Regions from separate parts of the Sus scrofa genome. Here regions 2 and 3 are each linked to region 1. Evidence: chromatin contacts called from public HiChIP or PLAC-seq data. All regions are on one chromosome and are shown on one strand. Each heading gives the region's core, a stretch centred on a gene start, on an enhancer-like site or on the middle of the called end of the contact. The rest is flanking DNA. Distances are from core to core; before and after follow the strand shown.

Region 1 (3,242 bases), core at 356-2,855:
GGAGATCGTTCGAGCACACCCAATCGTGCACACTCAAACACACTCTTGAATCTACACACATCCCATCTCACATTCACATCCACGTGCACACACTCACACTCCTGCATTCACACACATCCAGTCTCACATTCATTCACACTCATGCACATTCACACACTCTCCCGCACACACGTAAGCACACTCACGCTTGCACGCATAGCCCCTCCATCCTCGGCCCCAAGAGTCTGGAACAAAGGATGAGACTTGATTTCCACATCTCATGGTTGAGAACGGACCCACTTAAGTTGTGTTTACAAAAGTTAAGAGCTGAGCCAAAGAAATGGTCCAGACAGAAAACCTACCACAGGGAACAGGATCCTTCCGACCCAGATTCCGCAGGAGAAGAGGAGCAGGGAGGGGGCCAAACAGCAGTTTCTTTCTCTGTCCCCCCTAACTGGGAAGTGTCTCCACAAGCACAGGCTGAACCTGGCCACCGAGGACACCTTAATTTTCTTGAAAATGGATATTGATCATGTCAGAAGGCATCACCAGGCAGTAATTCAACTCAATGGTCAAAAAGGCTGAAGCGATTGGACTCCTGTGTGCAAAGCGCATTCCTTGCTCTCAGATTGGAAGGTCAAATTAAAACTGGTCATCCAGGAGTCAGCTTCACGGCCCAGGTTTACAACCCAGACTCCTGTCACATGGTTGCAGAGGTCAACAACAGCAAATAAGTGCTCTGTAGTTTGGAGGAAAAGCAAGAACAAATATTACTTTAAGAACTAGAATTAGGAGTTCCCGTCGTGGCGCAGTGGTTAACGAATCCGACTAGGAACCATGAGGTTGCGGGTTCGATCCCTGCCCTTGCTCAGTGGGTTAACGATCCGGCGTTGCCGTGAGCTGTGGTGTAGGTCACAGACACGGCTCGGATCCCGCGTTGCTGTGGCTCTGGCGTAGGCCGGTGGCTACAGCTCCGATTAACCCCTAGCCTGGGAACCTCCATATGCCACGGGAGTGGCCCAAGAAATGGCAAAAAGACAAAAAAAAAAAAAAAAAAAGAACTAGAATTAAATTGCAAATACCAGGGACATGATTCCTATATCTAAAACCCATGTTATATTTAAACCCATAATTGGGTATGGCATGAATGTGGATTATTTTAACTTTATTATTTTTTAAGTCTCATTTGCAGGTGGCAAAGGATAATTATTGTGCAAGATAACTTGATCTTCTTGTTTATATTCAAGAACTAACTCGGATTAAAGTGATCTTTTAAAAGGGCTTGAATAGCAGAATAACTCAGTACTGGTGTCAGTTTGTCTTATTTCAATAATAGTCGCTATGGAAACAAATCACTGACCTATTTCTTTTCATACCCCCAAGTAAACAATAGGGTTTCCACTTTTCTTCGTATCCTGTTCCCTTTGGACAGGAGTTTCTGGTACAGGATGTTTCTAAAGTGCTTTTTACTGAAACCTATAGTTCTGAACTCCATGCTTATTTTAGTTATTATAAACATTCTCAGCCACATCATGGATTTCTACCATGGAAGGCGCCCAGGATGCTCAGCTTCATCCCTCAGAATCCTGGGCCCCCTTGGCAGGCGCTCCCTCGCCATTGCTCAGAGGTGGAGACTTTGCTGCAGGAGGCAGAGGCTGGGCCAGCATGCCCACATAGACTGCATGAAATGCCTGGTGTAATAAGTCAGCAGAGTTCCACATTAGTGTCTTTTCTCTCCATGCCGATCTTTGACTACAAACAGGAAAGTCACAGAAGGTCATTTTCCACACAAAGCTGCTGATTCAGGAAAGAACAAATGAAATATTAACATGTGCGTGCTCCCTTCCTTGTCCTCAACCCACATCCTAAATCCATTTTATATTTGGCTGAAGCCAGAAGTTGCTAAATATAGAAGTTGCTCTCTCCCCAGCACTCACAAGTGCCCCTGCTGGGCTGTCTCTGCAGCCACAGGCTGTAGTCACAGCAAAGAGAGGCACATCAGCCCTGTACCACGGACCACCCTTCATCTCCAAGGACACACTCTTGTGGAAATATCAGGAGGAAGTTTACCATGTTTAACTTTATTTATGGCCCGCTATTTTTATGACCTGTAAATCCCTCCTCTTCATTTGTTTATTGTGTGAGATGGAAAAATTACAGACATAATAAAAGGGGGAAAAGGCACACATACAAAATAAGTAAAAAAAAAAAAAAAAAAAAAGACACCAGTGACACATACTCCGAATGGTGCCGGACACAGCTGCAGAACTTTCCAAAAGAGCAGTAAAGAAGAGAAAACCACCAACCCTCTGTGTGTAACATACTTCAAATAATGAGAGTAAAATGGTCATGGTGATTAATTTCTCTGATGTGACAAATTTATTTTTTAATGGGATAAGTTCTGACCTAATATGGTTGGGCTCCAAATGTGCTGCACATATCTTGGGAAAGCTTTTTAAGGTTTCATGACAAACATTCCTTTTTTTATCTTTATGCTCTAACAGTGCCGCGATATTCCAAACGACCAGGTCAAAATGATACCAAAGTAGTTGTTTGGAAAGTGGGGAAAACATAACATGACAACTTGGTGGCGTGCTTGCAAACAGGGTTCCCATCCTCCAGGTCTTTCTTCATCTTTGCCCTTTCCACTGTGACACTGCAGCTCCTCCCCTTAGGAGGCAGAGTCGATCTTCACCCTTCAAATCTGGGCTGGCCCTTCAGCTCTCTCTGACCATCGAATATGGGGTAGTGATGATCTGATAGCCCTGAGTATATAAGCCTCATGAGGTCTTAGATATTTCCACTCTCTTAGGGCCTCTGCCATGAAAACAAGCCTCAGAGTGTATGCTGCAGGGTGCGGGCACAGGAGAGCTGACCCATAGCTGACCACAGAGACACAAGAGAACTCAACTCAGAAAATCATCTTCGTAGAGCCCAGTCTAAATTGCTGATCCACAGAAATATAGCAATATATATGACTCTTTTTTAAGCTACTAAGTGTGTGACTACTTTGTTACCCAGCAATAGCAACACCCTCATCCCTACTGTTATGCAAAAAACCCTAGTCAGAGAATCGGGAGACCTGGATCCTGGTCCTGACTCTGAGATTTTTAGCCATATGACCTTCAACAATCCCATTACTTTTCTGGGCATCAATTTCTTTGGTGATATTTTGCATACAAGATACTTCTAGCTGGAACATCTGTTTGAAAGAAACAGAGAAACTTAATTCTCATACACTTTGGTGTGAATGCCTATAAGAG
Region 2 (3,330 bases), core at 142-2,641, 180 kb after region 1:
CACTGTGCTTGAAAATATATTTTTAGAGAGCAAGGCAGGGTGACTCCTAGAGCCCTGTGACATCATGTCCTTGTCAAGAACTGCTCTTTGTAAACATTCTCTGATGGTTCACTCCCCTTAAGAGCCGGAGATGTCTAGCTGCTTTTCAGAGGTGCTGCGTTGTTAGTGATCGGCTTGGTCAGGTTACAGCAGCTACTGGTGGTAATGGCGCTGGAAAATTTAAATGGGTTGTATAGTATATGCACGTTATAGAGAAAAACAGTTTGGGGAAGATTTGTCCTCTTAGACTTTTGATCCTCTTAAAGTATTGATTGGTGTTAGTACAATGGCCAACAACATCTTACCTACCAAACCCTACCAAAATGTCCTCGATTCAGGGTATTTTTACAGACCATGTTTCCTTAGAATTCAGTAACATTGATTATTGAAGTATTTATCCTCTGGGTGCTCTTAATAAAGGGGTCTTGGGCGGCTGAGTTCTGTGCTAAACAGAACGACCTCAGAAGGTGATGTTTAACAGAATATTTTACGGCTTATTGCACGTCGTCATCTCTCTTTGTTTTCTTGGGCACAATTCTTTCCTTCATTTTGTGGGGTGACTTCTAAGTGCTCTCACAAAAAGCACAGGAGAAAGAGATAACATTTGATAGGTATTAATCTCGATCTGTTTTCTTATACTGAGAGAGAAGTGTTGGTTTTAGGTTAGAGGCTGGAAAACAGGTCAGTGTATGTGTATGAGTGTTGGGGGTAAATATTGCCCTGTGCTGTTGATTTATGTGGAATAAAATACAGCTTTATTTCTAGAAACAAATTTTAATTCAAATACATTTATAGTCAGCTAATAGTCATTTCAGAAAGGTGTGGCTGGTTGACTAGGAAGTGTTCCATAGCAAGAAAATACAGTGAGTTTCTGCCCATGACTCTTTTGTTTTCATTGCTGATAATTTCTAAAAAAATTTTTTTTTTATTGGACATTGGTGGCAGTGTCTACACTTTTGAATTTAGGCTGAGTCAAAACCTATAAAGCCACTTTTAAATGGCATTTTCCCTGCAGTTTATCGAAGGCCTTTTGATGTTCCATGTTTGTTTAAAAAAAGAAATCAATGAGACTTCATTTTCCCTGGCGTTCCCCAAGTTTTCAGTGTTTCTGTATTAGTGGAAACGTTGGCTTTAATCAGCTTGATGCAGGATGTAAAAAGAGTGAAAGTAAAAACTTGTGCTTTTGTGGTTCCTGTCTGAATAGCGAGTTATTTTCCTCTGTTTTTTGTAAAGCGCCCAGCACCCCTCGGTGACGACAGATTTCATGGAGTCGCCCCGTTTGGGAGAGATGCAGGTCTAAGCTTCTGGAAATGCAGCTCTTGGTGGAAATGTTGACAAGATCATTAACTAGGCCGGCAGCGCTGGCCTCTGCAGGAAGCTGGATTTGCTGCCAGATCCCAGCTCTTTGTGGCTGGCCAGGGGCTCCAGCGGACACCTATCTGCAGAAAATCACAGAGCCAGCTCTGGCTCCCATGCTTTTCCTTTTTTTCTTTCTTTCCTTTTTTTTTTTTTTTTTTTTTTTGTTAAGTTCACTCTTATAAGGACAAATAGATTGATAAGATCACTACAGACTCCAGAAATAGTAAATAAAGGCTATCCGTAGTGTGTTCATTATGGAGAGCAGACGAAAAAGCAAGTAAAACAACGCTTCTTTCCTCTTGAGAGAAAAAAGCCAGCACCTTTAGTTTTATTTTGATGCCTCTTTATTAAAGTCTCCAGAACCATTTTGGACTTGCCAGGATCTGTTATTCGTGGCAGGGGAAAGAAAACTGACACATCCTCCCTCCTTCATTCTTGGCCTTTTCTGAATGTAATCAATAATTATGTTGTGTGTTCATCTGCTTTTTTTTTGGTTCCCTCCCTGTAAGATCAGATTGGACTACGAACGTTTATATTTTAGTAGGAGGAGAGAGCTTGTACATTAATGTTAATTTGTATTTTGTTTAGCAAGTGTGTCGTGAACTGTCTTTGCTGTTAGGGTTTGTTCTGTCGGAAGGTGAAGATGGTGTCTGTCTGTCCTCGGCCAGGCGTGTGTTGGGTTTTTGACACATGGTGGTAAACTACTTTATCAACGAGAAGCTACTTGCTGATTAACGTTTAGGTCACCTCTGTGTTTCTGCTGTAAGTGAGGTACAGAATCGAAGGGAGTCTTGCTTTTAAACGATTGTGATTGTGCCGAGTTTGCATAATAAACCCTTATTAGGGACAGTGAGTTACATGTGCGCCCCCCCCCCCGTTGGCACTGGCGTTGATTTATTGGGGGTGGGGGCGCTAAGAAATTAAAAGGAAGCTTTGTTGAAGGATGGAATTTTGTCACCTCATGTCCTGTACAAAGCATTTTTGAGGCTTACCTTGAAAACGAGTGCTTTTGGCAGAAATGTCCCAGCACATTGTTCTCCAGGGCTGCTCAGAAACCGGTCAGTGGGGCTCGAGTGCTGCACCCCACGCCCCGGGAGAGGGGGTCTGTGCCCCGCCCCCAAGTGGGGGCGGGGCTGGAGCAGGGCGGTGAATGCAGCGATTCTGGCTGCTGCGTTCATTTCTCCTTGTTAGAGTGGAACCAAGGTTTGCTTATAATGGATTATTGATTGGCCCTGCCATCAGCGCCCTCGCTCCCCGAGCTGTGAATGCGCCACTTCATGGGGCGGCTGGGGACCCAGGTCTAGGGACTCTGAGCCTGGGATTGTTAATCTGAGGCAGATTGGCATGTGGGGAGAGGAACTCCTCATTGTTGTCATGGAATTTCTCCCCATTTGTTCGAAGAATGGGCTTTTTGTCTCCGCAGTAGATAAGCTTGTGCAGGATGTTAATGGTGTATTTTAATTCATGGCTCATAATACTGCAGTGTCACAGGGGAAGGCCCACTGCATTGTGTGCAAGAGGACAAATGGGCAGTTTGCTGAGACAGACGGCCAGGCCGGCACCCAAGGGCCTGTGCCCCCGGTCTGCCCAGCAGCTGGGCAGAAAGCGCTGCCTCACAGTCGCCCTCAGGAGGCGACTTTTTAAATTGTATGAGGTGTCTTCTGGAGGCAGGATATCCTGTAAATAAGTACTCTGAGTGTTCTGTCTGCCCTGAGCTGTTTTCTTTTTAAGGGCATCTTCCCAATATCACCAAGTCCTTACATTTTCCCAACTCTCCTGGAACCCTCCCTGGGAGAGCAGGGCCTTCTGTAGTCTCAGGCCTGCTCCCTCCTCCTCCTGGAAGCTCCTGACACCCACCCCCTAGGGTGACCTAGGGAAAAGGGAGAGACCACAAGGCATGGGGAAGCCAGCCTATTTCTTAGCATCATGGTG
Region 3 (2,992 bases), core at 419-2,918, 220 kb after region 1:
CTCCCGCCTGAATGGAAGAGGTGGCCGGCCCCTTCCCCTTTGCTCCGGATCTCTCTCCAGGCTGGGGACGGGCCAGTGGAGGTGGAGGGACCGGGCTGAGGGCCTTTCTTTTCCAGCCCATTTGATAGAGTTTGACGGAAAACCCTTTACTTGAGCTTTCAACATTTTTAATTCATAGCTTCACAGCTCCCAGTTAGCCAACCGAGCTCTTGGAAAACAGTCACAGAAATATGACACTGTAACTCCTCAAAATAGAAATATGACTAAAGGACTGAAAAAATAAACGTTCGTAATTGGGGCTTTCCCAAGATTTTTCTGAGTGGCATTGCTCCATTGAGTTGTAATTCTTTTCTGGACTTTTTAAAAACTTGTTAAATTGAAGGTGAGCTATAAACCTGGAGAAAACTAAAGCCATGCAACAAAGGGGAATATTTCCCCTTTATGTAAAAAAGGAGAGAAAACTGAAAACCGAAGAATGAAGAAGTTCATGAAGAAGAAATGCCTTTATGCTTTGAGGGTTTGTTTTTGTTTTGCATTTTCATGAACAACAGTGTAACTACAACCCATTGTACGGCAAGCCTGGGCAGCCTGCCTGAGATTCCAGAGACAGTTTAGCGATGTGATTTGGGAAGTTTTACTTAAATTATTAAGTAAAACATGAAATAATTCTTTCCATTAAGTGTCTCTGGTGGAGTGAAACTTGTGAGATTTAAAATTCGTGTGGTAGGTTGAACTCTTCGTGGAAGCAATAGAGAAAATCTCTGTATTTCATACTCATTTATACATGTATAACCATAAAAGGCTACAGGATCATGGCAGCCACGCTGGCTTCTGGTGAGGGTGAGATTACCAGCCAAACCAGCTGGTGCTGCCTGATTAATCTCCCCCCTGGTTCCCACCTTGTGCTCAGGCCTTGGTAGTTCAGTTAACTCAGGACAAGGTCAGGACAGTCCTGGTTCCACATTGGTGGGAGGATGTTGAATGAAGCCAGGAGGCGTGTTTATTGTGTCGAGTCAGCGTCATGACATCATAAAGGTTTAAGTTTGTGGGATGCAGATAGCACATCTTGCCCAGTGCCTGGAAACACTTCTGCCGCCTTATCTGAGGACACATGTGTCAAGGACCCAGGAGTGAAAAGAATGTTGATTTTAACATAAAGTTCTGTGTATAACAGACGAGGAAGGTCAGGCCATGTGGGCTATTTCCCCTTTGAAACCTGGTTTCTGTGTGTTTTTGTCCAAAAACAGGACGTTTGAAGATGTTGCCTGTAATCTTACCCCAAAGTCGAATGCCATAAATGCATCATTTCATCCAAGTTCAATTTAGCCACCGAATTCAAGTGTATCACTAGTTTGAAGCCCTCCTCACGTTAACCCCTGAAAATAGACATATCAGAATGTAAGACACTTTAAAATCTTTTTGATGACCTTGCATCCATTTCAACTACATTTTCTCTGTACGGATCACGTTGGTTCAAGAGAAATAGCACAGCTGTATTGACGTGGGTTTACAGCAAGTTCTGGGCGTCCCTCTTTTGCTAATAAATACCTGCTGTTTAAAAGAAGATGCCTCCTCAGCCGGGTTTCTGAAATCCCGGACCACACACGATGAGCGGGTGCAGGGAACCCGGTCGTGGGCTGTGAGCCGGCGCCATCTAGTGGTGGTGTTGGCACACGGCGCCGGAAGCCGCAGCTCCGGGGACAGGCCAGCCCTCCCTCCGCGCTTCCAGTACGGGGCTCCAAAGTGGCCTTTGTTCTGCAGGTCAGCACGTGCCCGATTTTAGATCTGGAGACGTGACTGATAAATGCCCCCCCCCTTTTAAGGATCATAATAATTTGCTTGTAAATACATAGATAGAACTTGGGTTTTGTATTTTGGGATCATTAAGCAGCAGAAAAACTTTTAAACGACATGAGTGCTAGTTTGTATCTATAGTAATTGTTTTTATGTTCGAGGTTTACAGGGTTACTTCTGTTCCAAAGTCAGGCTCTGATATTGGTTTTTTAAAATGCATCCCGTGAAAGGAAAAACAAAGGTGGTTTAAGTGCTGCCCTTCTAGACACCTGGTCCTTAAGGGAGCAGTAGGATTGGAGGATAATACCAAACATTGCGTGCTAAGCATCCCTGTGCTATTTCTTACCCTTACCTCCTCAATGACTTAGTACAGTCTAAAAGGAATGTAAATACCTTCTTTCCAACATCTGCTTCCACAGTTCTTTACAACATTCGATTTACTTTCTGCCTTTGTAAATGTTCATTACTCTCCTGAGCTTGATTTGTACAATTTTGTGTAATGATTTTACTATTACATTTGTTGGCCTTTTGTCAAACAGACAACTTACAGTTTACTGTTAGGATTTGGGGGTGAAGGAAGGTGTATAACATGAATGGTAGCCGTGAAAATAGGCTTAAATTCTATTCACTTCAGCATGGATTTGATTTTTAAAAAAGTCGCAAACAACCCGAGTGACAACTATTTATGGTTGCGTCAGTGAGGCAGCAGTTAGTAAGTTCTAGATTTTTACAATGTGATTATGTTTCAGGGCGGGACAATCTACTGTTTAGTAACTGGATACTTGGGTGGAAACTCGAGGTATTTGAGTAAGCTTTAAATTGTTGGTTTTGTACTCTGAATAGGAACATTCTTGAAATAAAATTATTTCTCAGATTTTAAGCTTTAACTTTTCTTGTGGAACATGGTTAAATCTGTTTCGTCAGAAGTCCTGTATTTAATTTGTAATTGTTTTTCTTCTAAAATTAAAATCCGGCTTCCAAAGTGCTAAGATACATATGTTTCCAGGAAGGCAAAGGGGTTATACTTTTGCAGGTTAATTATGTTAATAGATTACTTCAAATGAAAACTTGTATAGTGTATTCAGTCAGGCAGAAGAAGGAGCAGGAACAACATAGGGAGTACAATATATGTTTATTTATAAAACTTTTAAAACAGGATTATTTAGCTGTCACCCGTTGTTCTGGTTCTGTCTGGTTT

The links. HiChIP or PLAC-seq counts read pairs in DNA pulled down with a chosen protein or histone mark.
Region 2: a contact with region 1 is called in an H3K27ac HiChIP or PLAC-seq map of skeletal muscle, with 5 times the contacts expected there. The contact joins two enhancer-like sites. A contact is called at or near these places in 3 of 47 Hi-C or Micro-C datasets (embryonic fibroblasts, liver and skeletal muscle) and 2 of 2 datasets of contacts at active chromatin or transcription factors (alveolar macrophages and skeletal muscle).
Region 3: a contact with region 1 is called in an H3K27ac HiChIP or PLAC-seq map of alveolar macrophages. The contact joins two enhancer-like sites. A contact is called at or near these places in 1 of 5 promoter capture datasets (liver), 30 of 47 Hi-C or Micro-C datasets (adipocytes, adipose tissue, alveolar macrophages and 17 more) and 2 of 2 datasets of contacts at active chromatin or transcription factors (alveolar macrophages and skeletal muscle).

The regions. Positions count from the first base shown.
Region 1 is chr1:147,841,651-147,844,892 of Sscrofa11.1, forward strand. No RefSeq gene overlaps it. Among named protein-coding and RNA genes, the nearest start is that of ZNF236, 61 kb to the left of the region's middle. Within about 2 kb of position 1,606, at least 15 of the 83 cell types and tissues checked have an H3K27ac peak or open chromatin away from gene starts, as enhancers often do. A contact at or near this core is called in alveolar macrophages and skeletal muscle, where this site is marked.
Region 2 is chr1:148,021,835-148,025,164 of Sscrofa11.1, forward strand. The region is part of intron 1 of ZNF516 (zinc finger protein 516); the gene reads left to right. Among named protein-coding and RNA genes, the nearest start is that of ZNF516, 36 kb to the left of the region's middle. Within about 2 kb of position 1,392, at least 36 of the 83 cell types and tissues checked have an H3K27ac peak or open chromatin away from gene starts, as enhancers often do. A contact at or near this core is called in alveolar macrophages and skeletal muscle, where this site is marked.
Region 3 is chr1:148,064,498-148,067,489 of Sscrofa11.1, forward strand. The region is part of intron 2 of ZNF516 (zinc finger protein 516); the gene reads left to right. Among named protein-coding and RNA genes, the nearest start is that of ZNF516, 78 kb to the left of the region's middle. Within about 2 kb of position 1,669, at least 25 of the 83 cell types and tissues checked have an H3K27ac peak or open chromatin away from gene starts, as enhancers often do. A contact at or near this core is called in alveolar macrophages, where this site is marked.